2 separate regions of the Dromaius novaehollandiae genome follow, and region 1 is linked to region 2. Evidence: chromatin contacts called from public Hi-C data. All regions are on one chromosome and are shown on one strand. The core of a region is the stretch at or near the end of the contact, and the rest is flanking DNA. Distances in the headings are between cores, read along the strand shown. Region 1 has its middle 43 kb from the start of SUPT20H. Region 2 holds the start of POSTN (periostin).

Region 1 (6,816 bases), core at 3,589-6,088, 330 kb after region 2:
CTGTACTTCAGTGTTCAGCAGTGTTCCAAGCTGCAGGAGACACAAAATCAGAAGACCAAAGGAAAATGAGCACAACAGCCAAGTGATTTATACCATCAGTTGAAGGCAGCGTTATTACAAAATGAGGAAAATGTCTTCACTTAAAGCACTCCAATCACTTGGCGAAACGTAAACACCAAAACCTCACACCTTTGATACCTTTGTATACAGACTGATAATCGTAAAACATAAATTAGAGAAAAGAAACTCACACCTGCACTATTAGAAATGTGAATACCTATAACATCAAGCAAAATCTCTCACTAGTTGTTTAGTAGAACCAAGTCAGAAAATAAAATTAATTTGTTCTCAATCTACATAAAGCATTTTCCACCCTGCTCTGGTACTCAGCAGTAAAAATTTCTGTTTCCTACTAGCACAAGCAAGTACCAGTGCAATAGTATTGACAGGAGCAATGAGATCAGCAAATACTTTCCTTTCTACCCCACTGTAGTTTTCTCTATGGAGCTTCTCCTGAAAGCTGGAGGATTTTTATCTATGAAAACTATTAATGCTGTGAGGTTTTGTGTTGTTCTTTTTTTAAATGGTTTTCAGCGTTGATTCATTGCAACTCTCAATGTTGCATTATGAAAAATAGAAAGTTGCCCCCTAACTAAGGGACTATACTGCTCTCTGAGGTGTGCCCCATTGCCTTACTGAAGGGAAGCATACCTATTGTGCAGAGCAATGGTCCAGACCAAAAAGAATTCTTTTTGGCTGAATGCACTTGAAGTGGGTCATCTTGCCTACTGGAGACTGGGGTAAACAAGTAAACAACTTACTGCAAGTGGCCAGAAAGGGTAACAGATAAACTGAATGCAAGAATGGAGGCAAAGAAAAAATCACCAGACCAAGGTTTGCAAAGCTGAAGAATGTACAGATTCACATTTTCTGCAAAATTGGATGCAGATCATAACAAAGTGTAAGAGTGTGGGTATATGAATGAGCTCATGCCCTTCACATGAAAAACATAATAATCCACTTTATTTTTTAATCACTCTCTTTGATACTGAAAAAACAATTCCTGGCTGCATGTCTTGTCATTCAGACTACTGGTTGAAACTGAAAACATGAATGGGGAGTATCAGAGCGGACCTATGGAAACACCACTTTGTGCTTGCAGGTCTGTTCTGCACTTGTTGTTCAAGGTAATCAGAAGTAAGCCAGAGCCCTCCTCCCCCCAGCACTGCAGCGTCACACAGATCCAGATGTGCAGAATCCCCATCTGGTGAGAGTGTGCCAAGGCCCAAGGCCCAGGTGTTTTTCTTGCATACAAACAGAAAATTGAAACACCTGAAAGAAAGACATTCCTGACCCAAAATCTTATGTATGTTGATCTGCATGTCCTGATATAAATTTGCAAGACCCTCAGGATATCAAACACATCCTCTGTAACATAATGGGATATACATTAAACATAGTGCATTAAATGGCAAAGTAAAGATACTTTAACTATTTTGTTGTGACGCTTAAAAGACAAAAAGAAAGGCATTGCCATATCGCATCAGACTCCTGCTCCATCTATTCAGTAAAAACTTCTGGGATAACATATCCAGAGAAGGAATGTGTTGCTAACTCCAGACAGATGGTTATTGAATTATATTCTGAAGTCCAGGTATTTATTCTTATCCAAAACTAATTCAATGTTCCCACTATATAAACACGTCTAATCTCTGATGCCTGCCAAATTCTGTTCCAACAGCTCATACTACAATTACCTAAACTAAGAACTTCACCATAAACTTGGATGCTTCTGATCATGATGGTTGTCCAGACTCATCTCCAGATGAAAGAGCCTATGAATAATTAGTTCCAGAACATGAGTTAGCATGTTAAATTAGAACAACAGCATACACTAAGCCTGGTAAAGAGTCTATAGGAAAAGTATTAACTTTTAATCAAATAAATGTTTGTTAGTGAACTTAAGTGTCAATGGAATACAGAAAGAACATGTCTTGATCTGCTCTTTGCTTCCGAAAGAAAATGGATAAAGGATGTGTTTCAGAGATCTGATGTCACTGATGGAAAATTAGATGATAGGAACTAGGGAGATACTCAGCCTTGATTTCAAACCCTGTGATATTGGCAAGAAAAAATTAGTATATTAGCTAAGTGTTAGGCAACTCAAGCAGCTGATAATGTAGAGTGTGGAGCAGTGATCATACATATTGTGGAACTGATTGCCTCTCACTCACTAGTCCAAGTGCAGTCCAAATGAGTTATGAGAGAGAGGTGGCTATTCATTATGTGATATGACACATACTGAGACATCTCAGATCACTCCGCAAAAGGTAAGTCTTCACCTCACATATTGCTATGTGCTATATATCAATAGGCAGAATCATGCACTCAGCAAGAGCGGAAGGACAGCTCAGCTGCCTAGGCAGGAGAATAACTGCTCTCCTGGGATCCCCTGGAAAACTCATGATGGGAAAAGGAACAGGCCCCATTTCAACCTTCCATTGTCTTGCAGTAGGAAATACTGCTCCAGAATTTACTAGAGAGCTTTTCTACCTGGAAAACCAGACTTTTAAAGGGAAGAAGATGCCAAGGAAGCTCTCTGAGGTGCAGATCCAGTGGCAAAGTGCTGCCAAATACCTGTGAGGTGAAATTCCCAGAGAGACACAGAGTCAGCAAGTATAGTTCTCTGGCTACTTGATTCCAGTTGATCAACTTTGTGTTTAGCCTTCTGTTCTCAGCCTTTCCAGGCTTCTTTAGAAGGCTTCTTACTTTAGGCTTTCTTCTTAAGCTTCTTTAAAGAGAACAGTTTTGTCTTCCCCTAAAAAAAAAAAGAATGCTTTTTAAAGATCTCCCTTTTTCTCCGATTGCATCCCAGGAACATTTTTGCAGGAGAGGTGATCTGATGCCAAGAAAACAAAATATCTAATTAGCACTTCTTCTGGCAGGCTGAGCAAAGAGGCCATCAGCTGATCGAACACCGAGACTCTCTCCGCTGAGGGCGCAGCAGCAGTATGGAGCACAGAGCAGAAGAACCTTGGCCACCAACTCTCTGGTAAAGAGCTCCTTGGAGCTGCCAGGCTGGAACCTGGTCTGGCACCAAAGTCCAACCATCTACTTTTAGTCTTCCCCACCCACTTTTGATTTTCAACCCGTCCTTAACAATGTGTCCAAAGGAACTACAAACCCCTGTAATTTGAGTCCACAGCACACATGCTTGGTTCTCTTAGCTGTACAGATTTTCTAAGAAGCAGCTCACCCAAAGAGCTGTGGAATACAGGTGAAAAATACCAGCATCCACTTAGAAATATATAGTGTCTACATTTGCCTGTCAGAAAAGCATTACATTAAATTATTGCATGAGTCCAAAGACTTGGGGTCCGAACATGTCAGAGAAGGTGTCTTTGAAAGTTAGAGTGACCAGGCTTTATTGGGGAAATTCTCCCAACCATGACAGACAGAAATAAATCAATGAATAAATAAATAAGATCTTTCAACAGTGTGATGGAGATTACCCACTAAATGCCTTTTCCAAAAGCTCTCTTCAGGTTTGTGTATAGGAAAATGATTAATGGTGTGCTGTTTAGCACCATCTTGTGCTGACTTGTCCTTTGCAAAGCAATGCAGTCGAGGGAGAGAAACACACTCAGTTTTAGCAAACAAAAAGAGAAGATACCAGGTTTGGTGTTTGGGCTAGTTTTGATTATTTCCCAAAAGCAATTTTGGAGCATAATCATTAAGAAGAGCAGAAATTGGCAGAATATGCCATTCATTACTATTATAGGATTAAAAATGAAAATAAAACAAAACAGAACCCTGTATATGCAATGCTGCATGTAAATGTGTTCTGACTAGGAATAAGAGGAATAACAAAAAAGGTTATAATCATATGTTAATAAAGCAAATAGACTATATTTCACTATGCTACAGATAGTCTTGCAAAGCTCCCTCCAGCCTAAACCTCAGCGAGAAGTAGCTAGTGAAATTAGAAATGTTACCTGTGTAGAGAACCCAAGTTACCTAAATTAACTGTATGAGGAAAAATATGAGAGGGCAAAAGCTGTTTGTGAAGTCTGTACACTACAAGGGTTAATTTGTCTGGGCTCAGTTCATCTCCGTTTGGTCCGTTGGATTAGAGTCCCTCCTCTCCCAGCACTGCTTCAGCCCCTCGGGCATGCTAACAGTGATACTTGAAGTCCTGCTCACAGATACATAGCTCACAGCCATACGTCTATTTATCCTCACAACACTTCTTTGAAATTAGGAACTACCACTGCCTCTCCTTACTCCGAAGAAGGTCCTTTGCTTCATCCCTTGCTCAGTCATGTAGCACAGGGGTGTAAAGCTATTTTTCTCACCTTCAGGTGGAATGCCTGCCATGAGATATGATGCTGCATTGTCATGTTTGGACCCAGATTTGGGGGTAGTTTTCATGCCTGCAACCCCTTCTGTGTGTGCTGCCAGCACAGAACCCAGTTACCTAAGCTGTGTTTAGATACTCTCAGTTGGTAAAGATAAAGGGCCCAGTCTAAATCTTAACAAACTCATAGTAATTTTTTCCATTTGCTTTCCATTGTTCTTGGATTAGGTACTGTAAGGACAGGTGAGATTTCACAAAGAAAAATTTAGCAGGCTATTCCCCCTTTATTGCCCCTTCCCCCAAAAAATCCAGAAAGAAACTATCGCTGTAGTTTCCAAGACCCAGCTGAGACCTCAGAGTTTGGATTTTTTAATACTTTTAGTTTTAATGTGTAACCTTTCCAAAGGCTCTGAGTAGCTGTGAGCTGAAACAAAAAGAGAATCATTTCTCCCCATTTTACAACAGAAAATCTACAGCATTACAAGGAGGCCCTCTGCAGGGATCTGTCTACACTACAGCAGCTCCTGGGCATATCACTCTTTGGTCACCTCTTCCATCTGGGAAGGTGGAAGGAAGGTTTTCTCAAATAAACTACGGTTCAATCCATACACAAATGTCTAAATTATCTGTGGATTAAACAAATGCTGACTATGGGCAGACAACTGAAATGGCTTGGAACTTCCCTGTGGTTCAAGTCTCTCTTTATTTCCCAGACAAAGCAGCCACAGATTTCAAATCACAGCCTGCCTTACATAGAAAATTCACTCCTTGGACTAACAGAGATTTGTTGAAGGAGGGAAAGCATAATTAAATATTCCCCTGAGAGAAGCTGTATTTTTCCTGGACAGATGTAAAATGAGTGCTGCAATGAGAGCTGCTAAACAAAGTGTGTGGCTTTTGATAACTGCCTGTCTCCTAGGAAAGAAAATAATTTAGCATATTATTAAAACATATTGCAGATCTCCTCCCTCCTGAAAGAATATAACACCTCTTCAAAATACAGCAGGCAAAAAAAATCACCTTCACCATGGAGCAAATCAAAGGCAACTCAAATTCAGTAGCATTTACATTGGTATCACTGGAACTTGTGTGAAAGCAAGAGACTGTCTGGTTCAGCTGACTGACAGCCCAGATAGCAAGCAGTGGTAATGTAAAGAGATGGAGCAAATGGCACTCTATCTGCTGCACTGCTGTGATAACATATGCATGTGAAACTGTAACAATACTCCAGGAGTATTGTTTAGGATGCTTCTAAAAGGCAAAAACATATATTCAGCCTCATTTTATTCAACAGTTTAGACTGGATCTGAAAGATAAATAGATTCACTATTGATTTATTCACAAGACAAATCACTGATAGAGATAGTAAGACAGGTCTAGCACACATGCTCATGACTCGGCTATCTTCAGCTAAAAGTCTTTGGTTAAACATTATCTACAGGGTTTGCACCTGATAAATACCAAGGGGAAGAGGTGATACAGTAACTGATCTCTTCGAGAACATATCTAAAGTTTTTCAGATGCCACAAAAAAGAAAACGGTTTTGTGATCAAAAATGATTAAAAGAATTATTTCCTTTGATATTTCTATGAAATAAATCCTGTCCCGCAAAATCTGCAATGATCTGAAAACATCCTGTACAAAATGACACCCAAATAGAATAGAAGGAAGCAGATAAGGAAGGATAGACTACCTTAAAATTAATTTAAATCAATGCCTCTCTTTTAGGTACCAAGCTGTAGAATGGATCCAATGTGCCACTCCAAGTGTGAGGAAATCACTGAAGCTGAAATATGAGTTTCTTAATCCAGATGGAACTGGGAAGAATTGTATAGCTCTTCTAATCCTGACTTGCATTAGTCCCATTAAACACAGCTTTTCTGAAAACAGTTTCAAAAGGTTTCTATTAATCTTGGGTGTAATTTACAATGCACAACTTAGCTGCCTATCTCATACATTGGCTTCACTTGATGTTCAGTGCTTTCCTCTAGGAAATGAGCCAGATCTCCTAAAATTAGTATCCAATAATGCTGCAAAGTCAGTGGAGAGAAGTAACAGCCCCTGAAGACCTCCTGAGGGAGATCTTGCTCCTAAGTTCTCTCTTCATGGAAATTGATATCTAGATCCACTTCAGATCCAGCCTGTCTTTCACCTGAAAGGACCAAGGACTTGGTCACCACACCTCTCACCCTCTTCAGAGTAACATACTGAAAAGAGCACTTGCTAAAAACCGGATCCTAGACCTCATGCAGTTTGAAAAGACCTGAACCCACACCTTCCACGAGGCTGCCCCAGACATCACATTGCAGGTCACTCAGGAGAGGGGATTTGCTCCAGCCACCTTGGGTCGCTGTGTGGTCAGGCATGCAAGAGTCATCAGGCCAGAACGAAAGCAGATAAGGGTGAGTGTGATTATAAGGTAGAGATTAGGACAGTCAGCTGAGAGGTAGTGAGTATGG
Region 2 (7,236 bases), core at 3,017-5,516:
TCTAAGGCAGAGAGGTGGAGAAGTCCTGTACCCTAGCTGTGACTAGCTCAGAACTCTCTTTCTTCTAAACCCTTTATTTAAAAGGTATATCACCTTGCAGTTGCCAACATTTAATTTCTTATGCATCTGTTACACCCAACCTCTTAAGTTTTTTTTTTTTGTTTTGTTTTTTGTTTTTTTTTGACAAAAGGGCAAGGATTGTTTGGGTTCTTTCACTACATGTCATTGGCATCCCTATAAGCAAACCTTCTTTTGTCTCTCGTGCTAAATTTCTGTGGCAGTCATCAGTAGAATTAGCCATAGACAGGTTAATATATGCATACATACTCCTGTTACTTCAATCTAACGAAAATATACTCATTCAGACACCTAAATATTTGAATGCAAGGATTCTTGCACCATATAATAAAATTAAAACGTGTTAGAAGTAATAAATTACTTTATCATACAATGAATTCTTACTGTAAACATTTAACATGGCTTTGAGAAAACAAGATTTACAGGAATTTCTCCACTAGAGGTCTCTAGAGAAATACAAGTAGCACCACTCAAAAGTTAGTACAGATATGTTAGCCTTTTCTTATTGACACTATTCAGATTTTGTTGAAAATAAAAATCCATACTTGTCCTATACTACTCTCAGGTATTTCCTTGGATATGTTTATTCTGCTGTGCATAGTAAAAAGTCCTATCATTACAATAATCATTAAAATACTTGCACAGTGTTAATGAATTTTATAATGAGATTTTCACTTTAGGAAGTACAATATTGCACAAAGTAATTAGCCAAAGAAAGAAAAAAAGATGGTGGGGTAACCACCTTGTGAAATAACTAAAGACCATATTAGAACAAGTAAAGTGGTAGTGATCCCAAATGAATCAAACATTGGTTCACCAGGACAGTATTTTGGCTTGCAAATTAGAAAATGATTATTCTGATGTGCTATTCATCAAACCATTATATCACAGGCAAAACAGAGGCTGATATCATTGTTTGTATTTGAGTTGACATAAACATAAATGAGGAATAGAACTCATGTAGCTGGAGTGCTTTTTCTTCTTGATGCTTTCTTTTTTTTTTAACTTTATGTTTTTAAATTATAAGGTTATACAATCTCCATTTGGTTGATGAGTTTCAAAACAGTCATTTCCAGCTAAAAATCATCTTTATCCATGTTAGGATCTGTGTGCTTTTTTACACTGCTTAGCAAAGCAACTCATCCAGTGGTTTAGAAAGTTTACAGAAAGTCAAGCTTATGGTTATTATTTTTTTCTTCAAACTATTTTATTTCAATGGACTTTTGTATCAGAATTGATTCATCTTTTACTGAATTTTTTTCATTAAATATAATGATGTCACCAAGGATACTACAAATTAACATTGATTTTCTTTTAATTCGATCAATTAATGACACAGTATTTGGATATTTCTTCATCAGCATTTTCTGTACTGTCTTAACGCATCTGCCACCATGTAGGATATTAAGCTTAATATACAGTAATTCTTTAGACTTTTTCTTCTATACCTCTGGAAATGGGAGTTTTATTAGTTCCCATTCTGTAAAGCTCCTATAAGAATCAAAGACAAGTGGCACGGAGAAGAGAATAGTATTAATAAGAGCTACCAGTTTAAGAGTTGAGACCTCCTGTACCTCTTCACCCAACCCAAACCCTCAGACAGACTTACATTAACAGCTAGAGTTCTCTGCAATTAGAGACTGGGTCTTTAATCAGAAAGCTGAAAAAAAATCGGAATACTTGCTCTGTCCAGGTTGTTCCTTCTGGAACTGTGGTGGCTAGATCTTTACATGACATGAGCTCAGTGCATGGGGCAGCATTAATTTCTACTCATTTTTGGATGCCGCATGGTAAGTGTGGAAGAGAAGAACATGAGCTATATACTGAGACATGAGAGAATCAGGAAGGAAGCACCTCTGAGAAGACAGGTTGCTGGGATGGAGCTAGATTTGCCCAATATTTTCTGCACTTTGAGCCTTCCATAATGTTTTGTGCTTCTTTTGCAATACAGTATATTCTCTAAAGGATGGCTCCCTCAAGCATCTAAAAGCATTTCTGTCCACCTTATGTCATGGGAGGGATGCCTAACCCAGAATTATTATTTTCATCTCATTACATATTCCCAGATGTTCTTTTGACAGAACATGAATGAAATGAATGAACCTTCTCATGAATGAAGGCTCTCATATCGTTGTTTCTTTAAAAAAAAAAGTGTATGTTATCACTGATTTTTCACCTTGTTTTAGCTTTTAGTTCAATTGACAAGGGAAAAATACACTGTGGTGTCATGACAACATATATTACAGTTTCAAAATTACCATATCATTGCAGAATAGATACTGAACAACAGGTGAAAAAGCAAATTCATGTGCATTTAATAGAGCACTGACCGAAAGGGTTTCCAGTCCACGGCTAAGTGGATACAGTTATTTTAGTACCCGCTGGACAAATAGCTATACCACAGTATTTACAAACATCATCTGTAGCCCTAAATAGCCTAAAATAGCAGACTTGGGGGTTGTTTGATTTGAACAAAGCAGAATGGGCATAAAGAAGCCAAGAAGTCCTGAATCTTAATTCTTGTTTGTCAGATAGATAGTCACTTGGAAATTTAGTACTGAAACACATTTGAAATTCTGAGACTTCATTGGTAAATTACTTTAATGTACTATCTTCCAGTGTTCCCATCCATAAAATGGGAACAGAAAAATAAGAGCAATTAATTGAGGCTAACAAGCAGCTCTAAAGGCCATAAATAGACATCAAAATGGTGATATTTTTCAGAGGCTCTCTTGCTGCAAAGATCAGAGAAAGAGAAAAGCTCTGAGAGGAACAGAAGGAGCATAGCAGTGGCATTCCTTTAGGACTTGCATATATTCTAGTTGACCCATCACCTCCATGAGCTGATCTGACAGTGGTGATTTCAGATACGGAGTTTGCTGAATTCACACACAGTCTAGAAATGCTGATACTGCTGTGTAAAGCTCTCCCCAGTCATTTCCAGGTAGGATGAATACAGGCTGCAGAAAAAGGTCCCTCTGCCATTTAACCAAATGTCCCTGTTCTTAACCTTAGCAACCATGAAGTGCTATAGTTATGTAAATTACTAAATGCCTATGTACATATACGTAATATGTCTAGTTGTAATCTTTACCTATAATTGTATCTGGGAAATTCCCACTGTCTCTGGGAAGTGCTGTCTGCCCCATTTGTCTCTGCCCTAAAATAAGAAAGGTCAATCCTAGATGAGTCAGTCCAATATTGCATCCATTTCCAGTTATTCACATAATTATTCTTTCTGGTTTGGAGACAGCAACTACAGTATTGCCAAAGTATTGCCATTACAGACTGACCTATTTTCATAAAGATCTGAAATGAATTATAGAATATTGTATGCATATACAAACATTTTTCTATGAGTGGCAGAAATTTTTCCTTGATGTGAAAATTACAAACTCATGGATTGCAATCCGCACACCAACTGTCCCTGTAGCCTTGTGCCTGTAACTTCACCTTTCTGCTTCAGTTCCCTCATTTACAGCTCAGAATTACATTTTCTATCTGCTTCACAAGAAGACTAAGTTCTGTACATAACCAAGTATATTATTCAAACTTTCAGGTAGTCTGTGATTTGTATATGTCTACATAAAGCTCTGAATAAAAGCATTCTATAACAGCATGTGTTATTTTTAGAATTAATATGAATATTAGGCTAATACTGCATTTGGTGAGGTTGCTAATTCATAAATAGAATGTGTGCTCATAAAGGTTTTTTTTCCTCAACACACAAATGCTATTCCAGTTTATTGACAACAGCGCTGTTTGGAACTTTCATCAACTTCACTAAATAAACAACTTGTAGTTAATAACTACGAAGACACGGGAAAGCAAAATATAGCAGTACAATTCTTATGGGAAGAGACAGCATCTTCCTCTGGGTTTAAACAAAACCACACAAAATGATCCCAACTTCTGAATGCTTCTGTGCTATAAATGCCAAATCATAAGTCAAAGTCTAAACTTCTCAAACGTTTTCTGCTGTTGTGTCAGCAGAATAAAATGCTAAGCCTTCTGTAATGAGGAAGAAATTAGTCAAAACGGGGTGGAAAAAAAAGCATAGTTTGTACGGTTAATGTATGGTATTAATTTAGCTCATGGAAGCTGGCAGCTAACGCTGCTGTTCCAAGGAGGGTGGTACAAAGTTTCAGGTTGATCCTGCCGTTCCCTCCCACCACCTTCCAGCACGTATATAAATTGTCAGCTCTCCAGACCCTTTGTCAGTTCTCTCTTCTAGTGTTGGCAGGCGCAATAGAGAACTAAAGATGAAGATCCTTTCCTTATTCGCGTTTTCCACTTTTTTATTGTCTGCTTTTGAACAAACAAATGCTTCTGCTCACTATGACAAGATTTTAACCCATAGTCGAATAAGGGCACGTGACCAAGGGTAAGTACATGTTTTTTCTTTTTTATGTATATATATGTATATATTTTTTAAAGGGGACTTCTTAATCTTTCTTATTCCTGTATTGTATTAAATCTGATTTGTGCACTGTGAATTCTTACTGAGTATGATTCAAATAAAGCTTTCTTTTTAAATTAATTATTATATTAACTATTTCACAGGACCAGTGCCTAAATAAAAAACTTTCTGGGGAGTTTCAAAGACAGGATACTGTTGAACTTCATAAAATCTGGAAAAATCTAAAAAAAACACTTAGCAATAAATAAAATGCATTTTACTATCACTGAAGTTAATTACAGTTCACAGTTAATATAATGGGACATCAGATATGTTTAATATTTATTATCAAATGTTTTAATGGAATTGACACCTAATCCACGACATTTGTTCTCTTTATGCTGTCCTAATGAAAACCATGAACTCTACTCGAGTCCTTTCTGACATGGGATTATACATTGGGACGCCTTTGTGAGACGTCAGTTCCCGGTAGAACAATGGGGTAAACTTCTTGGCAGGGCGCTCGAAAGGCGATGCTTACAAGCCAATCTGCCCAGGGAAATGGAACTAATTTGAACAAGTGGCATCAGGGAAACAAATGGGTCTAAACACGTTTTCTTTCAATTGTAAGAGAGAGGCTGTGGAAAAGGATTATTTACTATCCTGTCTTCCTTAGTTGCATTGCCCCCCCTCCACACACCCTTGCACACTCACGCACTCACACACGTTTTTTGAAATAGTTGACTGTTTTCCCACCATTGCGAAGCACACATTCTAACTTTTGAACTGCTGAACTTTTGTACTGTAAAAGTGTACTAATTAGAGACAAAATGCTTTTGCTTCTTTGGATTTGCTCGTAAGTAATTCCTCTTCTGTACACTACCATGCTAAGGAAAAGTTCTCCTCATTTCACATGCCCGACTCCTTTTATTTACATGGCATTTTACCCTTCGGTTCCCAGTAATTCCCAGAATGTTTAGTTAGGTGCCTGCAGTATGCCAAACGGTTGGTAATCAAAATAGCGGATTGACTTACAGAAGACAGGGTTTCCTTCTACCCCAGTTCGCCAGGACCCTCAGAAGCACAGATGTGCACAAAACGAAACCTTTAGTGAACAGAGCCTGATGGCATTCCCAGCTGAGTCCCTGGTAGCTGGTAATTCACTTTTGGGGGGGGAGGGGGTGAAATGTAAAGCATATTGAAGCTTGACACAGCTGGCAGTCACTGTCCATCAGAGGCAGAGGGCCAAGCCAGAGCAGAGGGGAATTGCCCCTCCCCCAGGAAAGGTGGGCTGCCCACCTGGGAACCCAGCTAGGCAGTCCCAGCAGCTTGCGCTGTGCTTGCCTGAAATCACACTTGCCCTGAGGAAAGAAGCCACTTGTCCATTTCTCACCCTTGCCCATTAGAGGCTGCATTTGCTGCTATTTTACATGTGAACTTTCCAGAGGTGTACAAAAAACTCTTTTTAAAAATTTTTCCCATTCCCCCCATAGCCCAAATGTCTGTGCCCTTCAGCAAGTTATGGGAACGAAAAAGAAGTATTTTAGCACCTGCAGAAACTGGTACCAGGGAGCCATCTGCGGTAAGAAAGCGTAAGTATCCTCTGTTTGAAAACTATTCCCCACTCACAGAGATAGTATAATGTACTATTAGAAAACCCTCCTTTTGTCGGGGCAAACTACCTTTTTGTATCAAGTACAGGGGCAGGAAAAATTCGCTTCATAAGTTTACAGCATTTCAGCTTCTCTTTAGCTGCTCTAAAACCAGCTGGATAGCTGACTCAATAACTGTTGCCAAAAAATAATTACAAAAGGAGTGGAAAGTCTGAAAATGACAGCACAATGTGAAGTGCTTTTCTAAGTTCAAAGGCCTTTAAAACATTATTTGCAGCAATCCTTATCTGAATGAAGTATTTAGTAGTTCTATTTTTAACATGAGATACGAGGATAAGTGACCTGCCCAAAAATACAGAGGGACCTAACAGGCAAGCTGTCAAAGGAACTCAGCACTACATGGCAGAGTTGTGTGCTCAGACCATACCTTTCCACAAATACAAAAATCGGAGCATGCTTGTGGACACAGAATAGGCATCTTCAGTCTGCATCGTTTGGGTGAGTTTGGCATTCTGTTGAAATCTGTGTACAGTTCTATTTTAATTGTCACCACTTCTCTCAGTGCAAGTCTTTGCTTTCTCTGTGATGAAGAGTCAATAGCACTAGAGTCACTACTTCCACTTCACCCATAGAGTAGCTTCAGGGTATGGACACACAGAAAAACCCAAACCAGAAATCCACCCCACATCTCTCACTTATAATTCAGTAATTTATCACAGAGGGATTTTTTTTACTCAATAGAATAAACTAATATTTTTCTAGTGCACCACATTTTTCTCTTGTTGTTATGCAATTACTTGGACAACTTTTTCAGCAGTTGTCACAGGAAATCTTTACATTCATTTTCCATTAGCCTTTCACAGCATCCAAATAGATCTAGGGTGACATTTTCAGAAATATTTAAGTGAATAGGGAATCCAGGCTTCATTTGCTACAGTGACTCAGTCCATTGGTAGTCTCTTAGTAAAAGTTAATTGCACACTTCCACATGCCCAAGTAACTTTTAAATACACAATTCAAAAAGTCACCCTGACTTGTCTACCCTGAGACATAAAGTTGTTAATTTATGTCGATACAAGGTACCAATTATATGCATGATGAAATTAGTTCAGATTAAATTAAATTTTGAATTAAAAAAATTCTCAG

Evidence for each region. A called contact is a pair of places that touch in the nucleus more often than the background predicts.
Region 1: a contact with region 2 is called in a Hi-C map of ovary, with 5 times the contacts expected there. The contact joins the enhancer-like site here to the promoter of POSTN in region 2. A contact is called at or near these places in 3 of 4 Hi-C or Micro-C datasets (brain, liver and ovary).

The regions. Positions count from the first base shown.
Region 1 is chr1:192,030,728-192,037,543 of bDroNov1.hap1, forward strand. No RefSeq gene overlaps it. Among named protein-coding and RNA genes, the nearest start is that of SUPT20H, 43 kb to the right of the region's middle. Within about 2 kb of position 4,839, at least 2 of the 2 cell types and tissues checked have open chromatin away from gene starts, as enhancers often do.
Region 2 is chr1:191,705,993-191,713,228 of bDroNov1.hap1, forward strand. POSTN (periostin) reads left to right here and starts at 4,267. Exons shown (of 21, transcript XM_064504913.1): 1 at 4,267-4,462; 2 at 5,971-6,069. The coding sequence starts at 4,341.